Linked DNA regions of Mus musculus: regions 1 and 2 are each linked to region 3. A link is a contact called in public promoter capture Hi-C data. All regions are on one chromosome and are shown on one strand. Each heading gives the region's core, a stretch centred on a gene start, on an enhancer-like site or on the middle of the called end of the contact. The rest is flanking DNA. Distances are from core to core; before and after follow the strand shown. Region 1 overlaps Ankrd44 (ankyrin repeat domain 44). Region 2 overlaps Ankrd44 (ankyrin repeat domain 44). Region 3 overlaps Ankrd44 (ankyrin repeat domain 44).

The links. Capture Hi-C pulls out chosen DNA fragments and counts their contacts.
Region 1: a contact with region 3 is called in a promoter capture Hi-C map of pancreatic islet. The contact joins two enhancer-like sites. A contact is called at or near these places in 1 of 115 datasets of contacts at active chromatin or transcription factors (bone marrow-derived macrophages) and 3 of 9 other capture datasets (adipose tissue, liver and pancreatic islet).
Region 2: a promoter capture Hi-C map of liver shows a contact between it and region 3. The contact joins two enhancer-like sites. A contact is called at or near these places in 1 of 115 datasets of contacts at active chromatin or transcription factors (microglia) and 3 of 9 other capture datasets (adipose tissue, liver and pancreatic islet).

The regions. Positions count from the first base shown.
Region 1 is chr1:54,901,516-54,904,926 of GRCm38.p6, forward strand. The region is part of intron 1 of Ankrd44 (ankyrin repeat domain 44); the gene reads right to left. Among named protein-coding and RNA genes, the nearest start is that of Ankrd44, 23 kb to the right of the region's middle. Within about 2 kb of position 1,491, at least 12 of the 459 cell types and tissues checked have an H3K27ac peak or open chromatin away from gene starts, as enhancers often do. A contact at or near this core is called in pancreatic islet, where this site is marked.
Region 2 is chr1:54,881,191-54,884,337 of GRCm38.p6, forward strand. All of the region lies in intron 1 of Ankrd44 (ankyrin repeat domain 44), which reads right to left. Among named protein-coding and RNA genes, the nearest start is that of Ankrd44, 44 kb to the right of the region's middle. Within about 2 kb of position 1,806, at least 43 of the 459 cell types and tissues checked have an H3K27ac peak or open chromatin away from gene starts, as enhancers often do. A contact at or near this core is called in liver, where this site is marked.
Region 3 is chr1:54,688,518-54,691,795 of GRCm38.p6, forward strand. The region is part of intron 16 of Ankrd44 (ankyrin repeat domain 44); the gene reads right to left. The region is part of intron 1 of 4930444A19Rik (a long non-coding RNA gene); the gene reads left to right. Among named protein-coding and RNA genes, the nearest start is that of 4930444A19Rik, 8.6 kb to the left of the region's middle. Within about 2 kb of position 1,969, at least 37 of the 459 cell types and tissues checked have an H3K27ac peak or open chromatin away from gene starts, as enhancers often do. A contact at or near this core is called in liver and pancreatic islet, where this site is marked.

The DNA.
Region 1 (3,411 bases), core at 241-2,740, 210 kb after region 3:
CCCTAGAAGCAACAAGATGAGGGGACAGTGTTCAGCAGCTCGCTTGCCCCAGTGCAGATGAGGCTCAGCCATCTTCATACCAGCTGAATGACTGAGGAGGGAAGAGGGGAGGAGGGAAGAAGGGAGGGTGGTAACCATCGTAGGCATCACTAAGAGGACCTGGAATTTAGAAGGCCTGAGTTCCTGTCCTTGCTTACAACACAGGATACAGAGGAACTCTCCTAAACCAGTTATCTCATTTATAAAATGGAAATGAATATTGCAGTCATGTCCTAAGGCTGCTATGAAGCACGAGCGATGTGACAGATATGATGGCCTGTTTCTATCAGGTGAGCCACCCAAGAACCTTCATCAAGGACTGACTTGGCCCCAGCTCAGCCACGTGGTTAGCAGAGTATAGCCACCAGCTCCCACAAGGGAGGCCTCAACTTCAGACAGCCACTTCCCCTGAGATCACAGCTTTCCCACCATGCCTGCAAAGACATCCTGCTCTGGCTGCTGACAGGCATACACAAAATGTCCAAGCAACATTGGCTCAAAGCTGGAGACCATGGCTGCTCACTCCCAAGCTTCCTACCAAGGTAGCCGAGGTGTTTTCCATTTCTTGGTCTGCCTGAAGGTGCTTTGCTCCCACTGTAGACACCCATTCCTAATGAACACATTATAGCCCAGGAGAGCCTCTCAGCAGAGCTCAACCTGCAACATTACCCTCCCTCAGTTTTAAGTACCTAGACTACAGAAAGAAGCAACCACACCACTGTTTCAAGTCTTATATTTGGTTTGCTCATTCATTCATTTCATTCATTCATTCACCAAATACGTACAAATGCCATCAGATGGGGCATTTGCTGAGAGCTCAGAGCCTTCTCTTTCTGTCAAGGACAGTGGTTCTTTGAAGTGAACACTTATGGTTTCTTGAGAAAGTCAGCTGTGTCAGATGGTGTTTTTTTTTTTTTGCTGGGACAGGCCCATGAAGGAGTGTTTTCCTGCTAAAGCAAGCATGTAAAAGGATGCGTGATGAAGGATTCTTCACTAAAGACTCGCATGTATTGATCTGCCTTATATTGTGTAGCTGAGTTCTGTTTGTCATGACTCCATAAAGAGAAACACACCAAAACACTTCTGGTGGCGTTCTAGCGGCTTCTTGCTGCTTCTGCAGACTCAGGAGACTGGCAGAGTGATGTCACTTGATACGGAATCACCTGGAAGTTAGCTAAGACAGACTCACATGCTGAGACAAGATACATGGTGAGACAAGACCCGTGGAGAACACGTGATGTTTGGATGGAATATAAATAGGACTCAATGGACAGTGAGAGGGGCTTACATAGCTAGCTTTGCAACACATCTTTGGTCTCCCGTCTTTGCTGATCTTCACTTAGTTGAGAGAGGCGCAGCAGAGAACTTCTCCTGGCATCCTTATTGGTTCTAGTCTCCCCTGCTGACTCGTGCTGATTCAGCTGAGGCCTGGCTGTCTCTGCTAGGCTGTGCCACCACTGCTGATTCATGTTTGCTATCTATCCCGACACTACCGAGCTGGGCTGCTGGGGTATCTGTGACATATTTGCTGCCGCTGCTGATTTCTGCGAACTGAACTGCTGAGTTCCCGACAACGCAGATTGGATTTGCTCCAATAAAGGAACTGGGACACCAACACAATTTCTAAACAGGTCCACTTCCCCAGTATCCTAATGACCTCTTTTCTACTACCTCTGTTGGGTGGTGGGCTAGAGGAGGTTAAAACATTTAAGAAGCCTTACTAAAAGTAAGTTTTAAAAAAATTAAGACTACAGTTCTTTGTAGAATGGGCCTGCTCTCAAGGCTTTGGAGCTGAAGGGGGCGTTGCTGTTGGTTATCATGATGACTGGAGGCTCTACTGGCTTTGGGAGATGGAGCAAATGAACTCTAGAGTCCTACTGAGCTCCTAAAAGGTTCTCTCTCTTTTTTTAAGGACCTAATTTAAACAAATAAACAAACAAACAAAGTTTTAGTTTATTCAGAATAGACATCACAATGGATAAGGAGAGGGGACTGGACAGGGGTAGGGGTTAGGGATCGGAACAGGAAGTACCAGGTGTGGGGAAGATGGAGGGAAAGAGTACTGGGAGAGACAATTAGAGGGGGGGGGGAGTGGAAACTACCAGGAATTTGAGGGTGATCCTAGTTAAGACTCTTAGCAATGGGGGAGGGGGGGTGTAAACAGAGCCTGAGCCAGCCATCTCATGTAACCAAACAAGAGTAGGACACTAACACAGCCACAAAACCTTCCACCTACAACTTGTCCTGCCTAAGATGTGCTGTGGTAAAAGAGGCACAATAGTTGTGGAAGTGGCCAACCAATGGCTGGTCCAGCTTGAGACCCATGCCATGAGAGGAAGCCCACCCCTGACACTTCCTGGAGGACCCTGGAGCAGAGGCTGGATCGGCCAGAAGCCTATGATACATCCAAACACAACTAGAAAAAAAGTCAATGATATGATTCCTAATGATACTCTGCTACACTCATAGACTGGCGTCTAACCCAACTGTCATCAAAAAGGCTTCACCTGGCAAACTGTTGGAAATTGATGGCAGAGACCCTCAGCCAAACACTGGGTAGAGCTTGGGTACTCCTAAGAGAGGGAATAAGGATTGTAGAAGCCAGGGAGGTCAAGGACGACACAAGAAAACCTCACAGAGTCAACTAACCTAGCCCACAGGGGCTCACAAGGACTGAACTGCCACCCAGGGAAGCCTGTATGGGAGTGACCTTTCATATGTGTGTCACAGTTGTGAAACTTGGACTTCTTGTGGGGCTCCTAACAGAGGGAGCAGGAGCTGTCTCTGACTCTGCTGCCTGCCCTTCCCCTACTGGGTTGGTGTGACTAGCCTCAATAGAAAAGGAGGTACCTAGTCTTACTGCAGCTTGATGTGTCATGGCTGGGTGGTACCCATAGAGACAGATCTTTTTTTCTGAAGAGAAAGGAAAGAGAAGTGGATGGAGGGAGAGGGAGGGGAGAACGTGGGAAGAGAGGAGAGAGGGAAAACTACAGTTGGGATGTGAAATAAGCAAATATTTTGAAGTATTTATTTTTATTTTATGTGTGTGAATGTTTGCCTGCTTGGATGTATATGTACCATATTTGTGCTTGGTGTCTACAGAGGCCAAAGAGGGTGTTGGATTTCCCAGAACTCGAGCACTGGGAACTGATCCCAGGTCCTCTGAAGAACAGCCAGTGCTCTTAACCACTGAACCATCTCTCCAGTCCATGAAGTAAAAAACAAGAAACATCTTAACTTAGCTCATTATTTTTTATTGCATGTATGTGGGTGGGACTGTGGGGTGGTATGTACATGTGGAACCCCTCCAGAGGCCAGAAACATTGGATTCCCCCTGAAGTCAGTTATGTGCAGTCGTGAGCCTGGATGGAT
Region 2 (3,147 bases), core at 556-3,055, 190 kb after region 3:
GGCACTCATTTGAGAAACATAGGTACAAAAATCATAGACAAAACATGGCTGCCTAGGCCTAAGTCACATGATACAAATCTTGTGCTCAATTATGTTTTGCCTCAACAATTCTGAGGTAGAGAAAGATACCAAACTCAATTAACAACCACGCAAGCTCTTGCTTGAATGTAAACTAGGAATTCTGCTTACCTAGCAAGAAGAAAGCAGACCTAACAATGCCTTTAACTGACAGTTTGGAACTGAGAATCTGAAAATTACAAGTTATGAGTCCAAAGGAAAACTGCAGGCCTGTCCTGGATAGCACTTTGACGTTCTTTTTTGCCACTCTGCAGTAGCAAAGTGACTGACACTTCACTGCCACCACTCTCTTGATGGTGTGAAAGGAAGTGGCCTATGGTCCCCAGCCAGAGTGTCCCATGAACAACTGCATATTGTCCAAAACAAGTGAACCAGGAGGGCAGACCTGGAATGCTGGCTCAGTTGACCATGCCCCTGCCTGTCGTCACATAACGCAAACAGCAGGACCTTGCTCTTGCTTAAGGACTTTGCACAAGATAAAGCAATAGTGTATCCCTCTGCCTATGTACACTGCTTAAAAATAAGGACTCTTGACCTACCTGGTTGAAAACTACAAAACTATTCAGAAAGGAGTCTTAAAATATTTTTAATTGATACATTCTTTGTGGGGACCATGTTTAACATGTGATGTCATTTTCAAGTAGAACTCGATGCAATACACAGCACTTTCTTGGAATTCTCTAGATGAGCAGAAAAACTAAATTCAACAGGGAAAGTGAGAAGCAGCAGCAAAATAGCACATGGAAGATAATAATGGATCAAGCTGCTCTACATCCAGAATTCTGAACCCCAAGACAGGGAGGACTAAAATCCTAGATGTCAGGTGTCTCCCTAGAAGGCTCCAGTTATCCAATCTGTACCTTTGAAGGCCTTTTAATCTTAAGGTTCTAATATGTGATTCCTGTTCACTAACAGCTTCACAGGAGACACATATGAGCTCACCCCAGTCAAATATCAGATATCCAAGCATACCCTCCCTACCTGAAAACAACAAAGCCAAGACACACTATACTGTAGTACTGCCGCCAGGGTATACTGTAGCACTGCCTCCAGGGCACACTGTAGCATTGCCTCCAAAGCTCACTGTAGCACTGCCTCCAGGGTACACTGTACTGTAGCACTGCCTCCAGGGCACACTGTATCACAGCTTCCAAAGCTCACTGTAGCACTGCCTCCAGGGTACACTGTAGCACCGCCTCCAGGGCACACTGTAGCACTGCCTCCAGGGCACACCGTAGCATTGCCTCCAGGTACACTGTAGCACTGCCTCCAGGGTACACTGTAGCACTGCCTCCAGGGTACACTGTACTGTAGCACTGCCTCCAGGGCACACTGTATCACAGCTTCCAAAGCTCACTGTAGCACTGCCTCCAGGGTACACTGTAGCACCGCCTCCAGGGCACACTGTAGCACTGCCTCCAAGGTACACTGTACTGTAGCACTGCCTCCAGGGCACACTGTATCACAGCCTCCAAGGTACACTGTAGCACTGCCTCCAGGGTACACTGTACTGTAGCACTGCCTCCAGGGCACACTGTATCACAGCCTCCAAAGCTCACTGTAGCACTGCCTCCAAGGTACACTGTACTGTAGCACTGCCTCCAGGGCACACTGTAGCACTGCCTCCAAAGCTCACTGTAGCACTGCCTCCAAGGTACACTGTACTGTAGCACTGCCTCCAGGGCACACTGTAGCACTGCCTCCAAGGTACACTGTACTGTAGCACTGCCTCCAGGGCACTCTGTAACACTTCCTTCAGGGCACCCTGTAGCACTGCCTCCAGGGCATACTGTACCAGAAAGAAACCAAACAAGACAAGACGAACAGGAAACAGAATGCTGTGCTCAGACATCTTCAAGAGCCACTGTTTAAGGCATCATATACAGCCAATACTCTAACCCCAGCTGAAACAGCTTTAAAGCAAAGGCCTTGCTGTTTTAGAAAATGACACAGGAGAAGTGACCCAAGGCTGTAGCCTATAAACAAGCCAAGCTGCTGAGAGTGTGGGCCAATTACTTCCTGTGAACTTTGAGCTACCCACATGACCCTAGTCCTAAATGTCACGGTACCATCAACTAACAACAAACTGACCTGTCAGGGGCTTCAGCTGCCTCATGAGATCAAAGCTTAAAGACAAAGTCAACAATGAAAGAAGAAAAGCTATCTTCAGGCCTCAGATACCTCCAAGGTTCAGGAAAGGGAGAGTTGATGTACATTCCAAAGCTGTGAAAGTAGCCGATGATCATGAAAATGAAGCAGTACCTGGACATGCCAGCCCAATTCTAAGAACAGTCTACGTACACAGTCTTGGGTTTAAAACACAGGTCCTCAACCTGAGCCCATCCTGGGACCTGCACGGTGGCAGCTATCACTTTCCAGAATTCCCCAGGGCAGGAGACCGAGTACATTTTAGGTCATTTTACCCAGGAAATCATCCAGCCAAACACAGATATCAATGAAGACTTCACTGGCAGAGCTGGATATTTCTGATTTCAATATAATTTGACAAAAGTCTTTGAGGGGTTTTTGCTTTGGGGTTTTATGTTGAGAACAGATATCACAGCTCTACCTCCACTTCAAGTGCTTGGATTACAGGCATACACACCACCAAGTCCAGAGCCAGTTGTTGTTAAGAGATATTCTTTAAAAAACATTGAAAGTGTACAAAGTAAAAATAAATAATAATAACAAAACTAAAAGAATTGGGGAGGGAAGAATCACAACTTCTTTTGGCTCCACTTATTTTTCTTCATACCTTAGAATTCTTCATTACTTTAATACAATTCCTTTATATTATAGGAAAATGTACATAACAAACTCTATGGGCTAATTATAATTATAATGAAGTCCCTGCACTCTCTTAGGCAGTCACCACAATTCTCCGCCTCTAGAACCTGTTCACCTGAAACGCTTTCCAAACAACAGATCCTGTGCCTCTCCCCTAGACCCTGGTCGTCACTCTTATACCTCCCACTTCCATGAACTGACCACCCTAGATACCTCAGTACATGTCATCTAGTTAGTTCATGTCCAGTTCCTTTCACTGAACATAATGTTCCCTGAACCATT
Region 3 (3,278 bases), core at 719-3,218:
TCTTGATCATAGGTTGGCTCATAGGACTATGTGGAAGCTGGTTCGGCAGCTAGATTTTGCTGTTGCAGTTGTTGGGGATAGCTTCGTGTTTCCCAGGCTGGTTCTGAGCCCATGGGCTCAAGCCCTGACTGCTGGGACTGCAGAGTGACTCCACCCCTGACCTTCAGCATCTTGTTCAGCCAGGGAAGACAGATGGCTGTATTTGAGCTTACACAATTTTCAGCACATTTTTTTTAACCTAGAGGCATTTCCCCAGGACTAGAAGGCTCACTCAAAGAGCATCTTAATGTCTTAGAAGACAGCAGATGGAACAAGCAGAGTTCGAACCGTCTTTTACAAAGTGCATTTGTGATAACAAAATAAAGGATAAATATGAACTTCAGTGGTAGGCTGGCTGGTTGCTAGGCCAGTGCAACAACCATCTCATTGAACTCTGTGAGGAACACATAAATATTGCACTTGATCTGGAAACCCAAGCTTTATAAATAGTATAAACTCTCTCTAGTTGAAAATATGGCAGTGAAAAATTTAGGGATCCCAAGGGCCTCAGGCTGAGCTAAACTAGTTCTTAAATGTTCTGTTTAAGAAAACAGAATGAGTGTGGTTCAGACTGTGAAAGCAGGAACGTCTGGCTAGTGGATCTGAGAAAGAACCCTGCTCTGCCTGTTTCTGGTTAGACTCTGATACCATACTTAGTGTCCATGAATAGGAGACATGCCCACAGGGACTAAGACAAGAGGAGTTTTGGAGATGGAGTCCTTGATCTTTTAGCAGTAAGAACCTGCTCAGACTATGAAGGGCTCGGTACAGGAAAAGAATCCTGGGAAGTTGGCACCTCTGCCAGAAGTCCTATTTCATATTCCACTTGTTTATGCCTAGGGATGAAATGCTTCTTGGGCAACCCCAAGAACATACCTTAGCTTCTCAGCGTGTGTGTGTGTGTGTGTGTTTGTGTGTGTGTGTGTGTGTGTGTGTGGAGAGAGAGAGAGAGAGAGAGAGAGAGAGAGAGAGAGAGAGAGAATAGATCCACCTATTAAAGAGACTGAGCCAGCTGGTCTCAAACCACCCCATTGTGTCAATACCACCTTTCCTTCAAAATTCCTTTGAGCCTGCACTTTCTCAGCATGCAAAGACTGGTCATCAAAGCTATAGCTAGCTTTCTTAACAGTGACCAATATCCCACTTTTTATGGGCCCCCCAAAAGGAAAATAACACCTCAAATCGGCAGAAACCGTTTTTAAGAGAGCCATATTCACATTCGCAAGAGGTGATGTGGATAGTTTTTGGTCATTTAATGGATGATGTATGTTTGTCATCATTTAAGGAGTGTGGTTACAAGTTGCTATAATCTTGATCAGGGAAGAAGCAAAATGGAGGTTAGACTCAGGGATTTCTCTTTCTCTCTTTTTTCTTTCCTCTATCCTTCTTTCTCTCCTATTTAGTGTGAAGGGGAATGAGGGAAGAAGGGATGAAAAGAAAACAGAGGGTATAGTGTATAATATAGGAGTAATAGTAATACAGGGTAGATTATTTAATCTACTCTGGAACTATAGAGCTAATACTAGCCAAAAATCTCCCATTGGTATATATCTTTGTATATTGTTACAAAATTAAGGTTATATTTGGTTACAATATACTATGTATCAACTCATTTTAGGTATTGTACCTATGCAATTCTGAAAAATGCAATGTGAAGTTCTGGTCATTTGAAAGCTGCTACTACAAACTGTTTAGGATAATTAAGAAACACAAGTTAATTGTCAATCCATCAAACTTATGGTCATGTTAGATAATAGTCTAGGTTGTTACAGAAATAGCTTTCCTAGGTTGAATGGATAGTTAGCTTTCAGAAGATCCCAGAGGCCTTTTAATATCAGAACTAATATGACAAACCATGGTGACATCTGTGGGCACCGGGCCTCTCTGCTCACTGCAGATGCTCATCCGAACCCCAAACAAAGAGCTTCCCCATGCTGCCGCCCGCGTCAAGAACAGCACGGACTAGCTTCTCACGATTCTGCTCACATCCCTTCACAGGAAAAAGATACTCCCAGGAACTCATTAACTCTAGAAAGGTATGAATTTAATGCACTCTCATTTCTCTCTCCACTTACTCCCCCTACCCCAAATTCCAAAAATAAGGAACCATTAACTCTTCACGTGTGTAAATCAAGCGCTATGCCACATTAAGAGGCGATAACACAGATCGAGGAGGGTGCTGTTGGAAGCTTGGCTGGATTACAGTTCCATTTCCTCTTAGCAGCTGATTGTGATGACTGCTTATCTCCTCCCTCCAGTGTGTGCTCAGTTCCTGCTGATTTCCTTGCCAATTAAAAGGCATAAGAGCCTGTACGGTGTGTAAAGAAAGGCTAATCAAACTTACAGTGACGGAAAAAGCCAATGCAAGATGCCAGCTGCATGAAAACTGTCCTGCTCTGAAAATGTTAAGAGATTTTTAACCCAGTAAAAGCCACTTCAGACCCTGCATCCTAAGAAAGATTTATGCTCACAGCTATACAGTAGTCACAGTATAAACTAAATTATGGAACTATAGCTAAATTGTGGACTTCTAATAACTGAATATGACTTATTCATTTGCATATTGACCAAGAGTTATTAGTATCACTGAAATAAGACTGTCATAATATTTTATGGGGAAAAAAACAGTGCATAAGATTGTATGATCCATATCACTGTGTGTGTGTGTGTGTGTGTGTGTGTGTGTGTGTTTGTGTGTGTGTGTGTGTGTTTGTGTGTATGTGTGTAAAATGTGAAGGGAATCTACCAAAAGGTTAACAATGATGAGAAGAGGGTCACAACTAAGGGTGTGTTCATTTCCTGTTCCCGCTTTCTCACATTCTAAACTTCCTTCAGGAATAAACATTGTTATCATAAAAATTAAGAGATATTTCTATTTAAAACTTAGATGGATAAACTGGGTGACTTCCGACGTTTCTTTGGCTGTCTTCTACATTATTTCCAGTCCGTTTTGTAAAGCAATACCTGCCAGTTTTGTTGTTGGCGGAGTTGAATTTGTTACTTTTTCTTGTTGCTTTGACAAGATACCTGAAACCTTTGTTTTGGGTGGCAGTTTAAGAAAGGGTAGAAGTCATCATGGTGGGCAGACCTGGAGGCAGGAGCTCAAGGCATGCTGGGCACATGGTGTGGACAGTCAGGAAGGAGGGAGATGAAAACTGGCCTTCTGGTGTCTTCTCCTTTTTATAAAGATTGGGATACAACCCATGAAGGTCCCACCCACACTGAGAGAGGGACTTCTC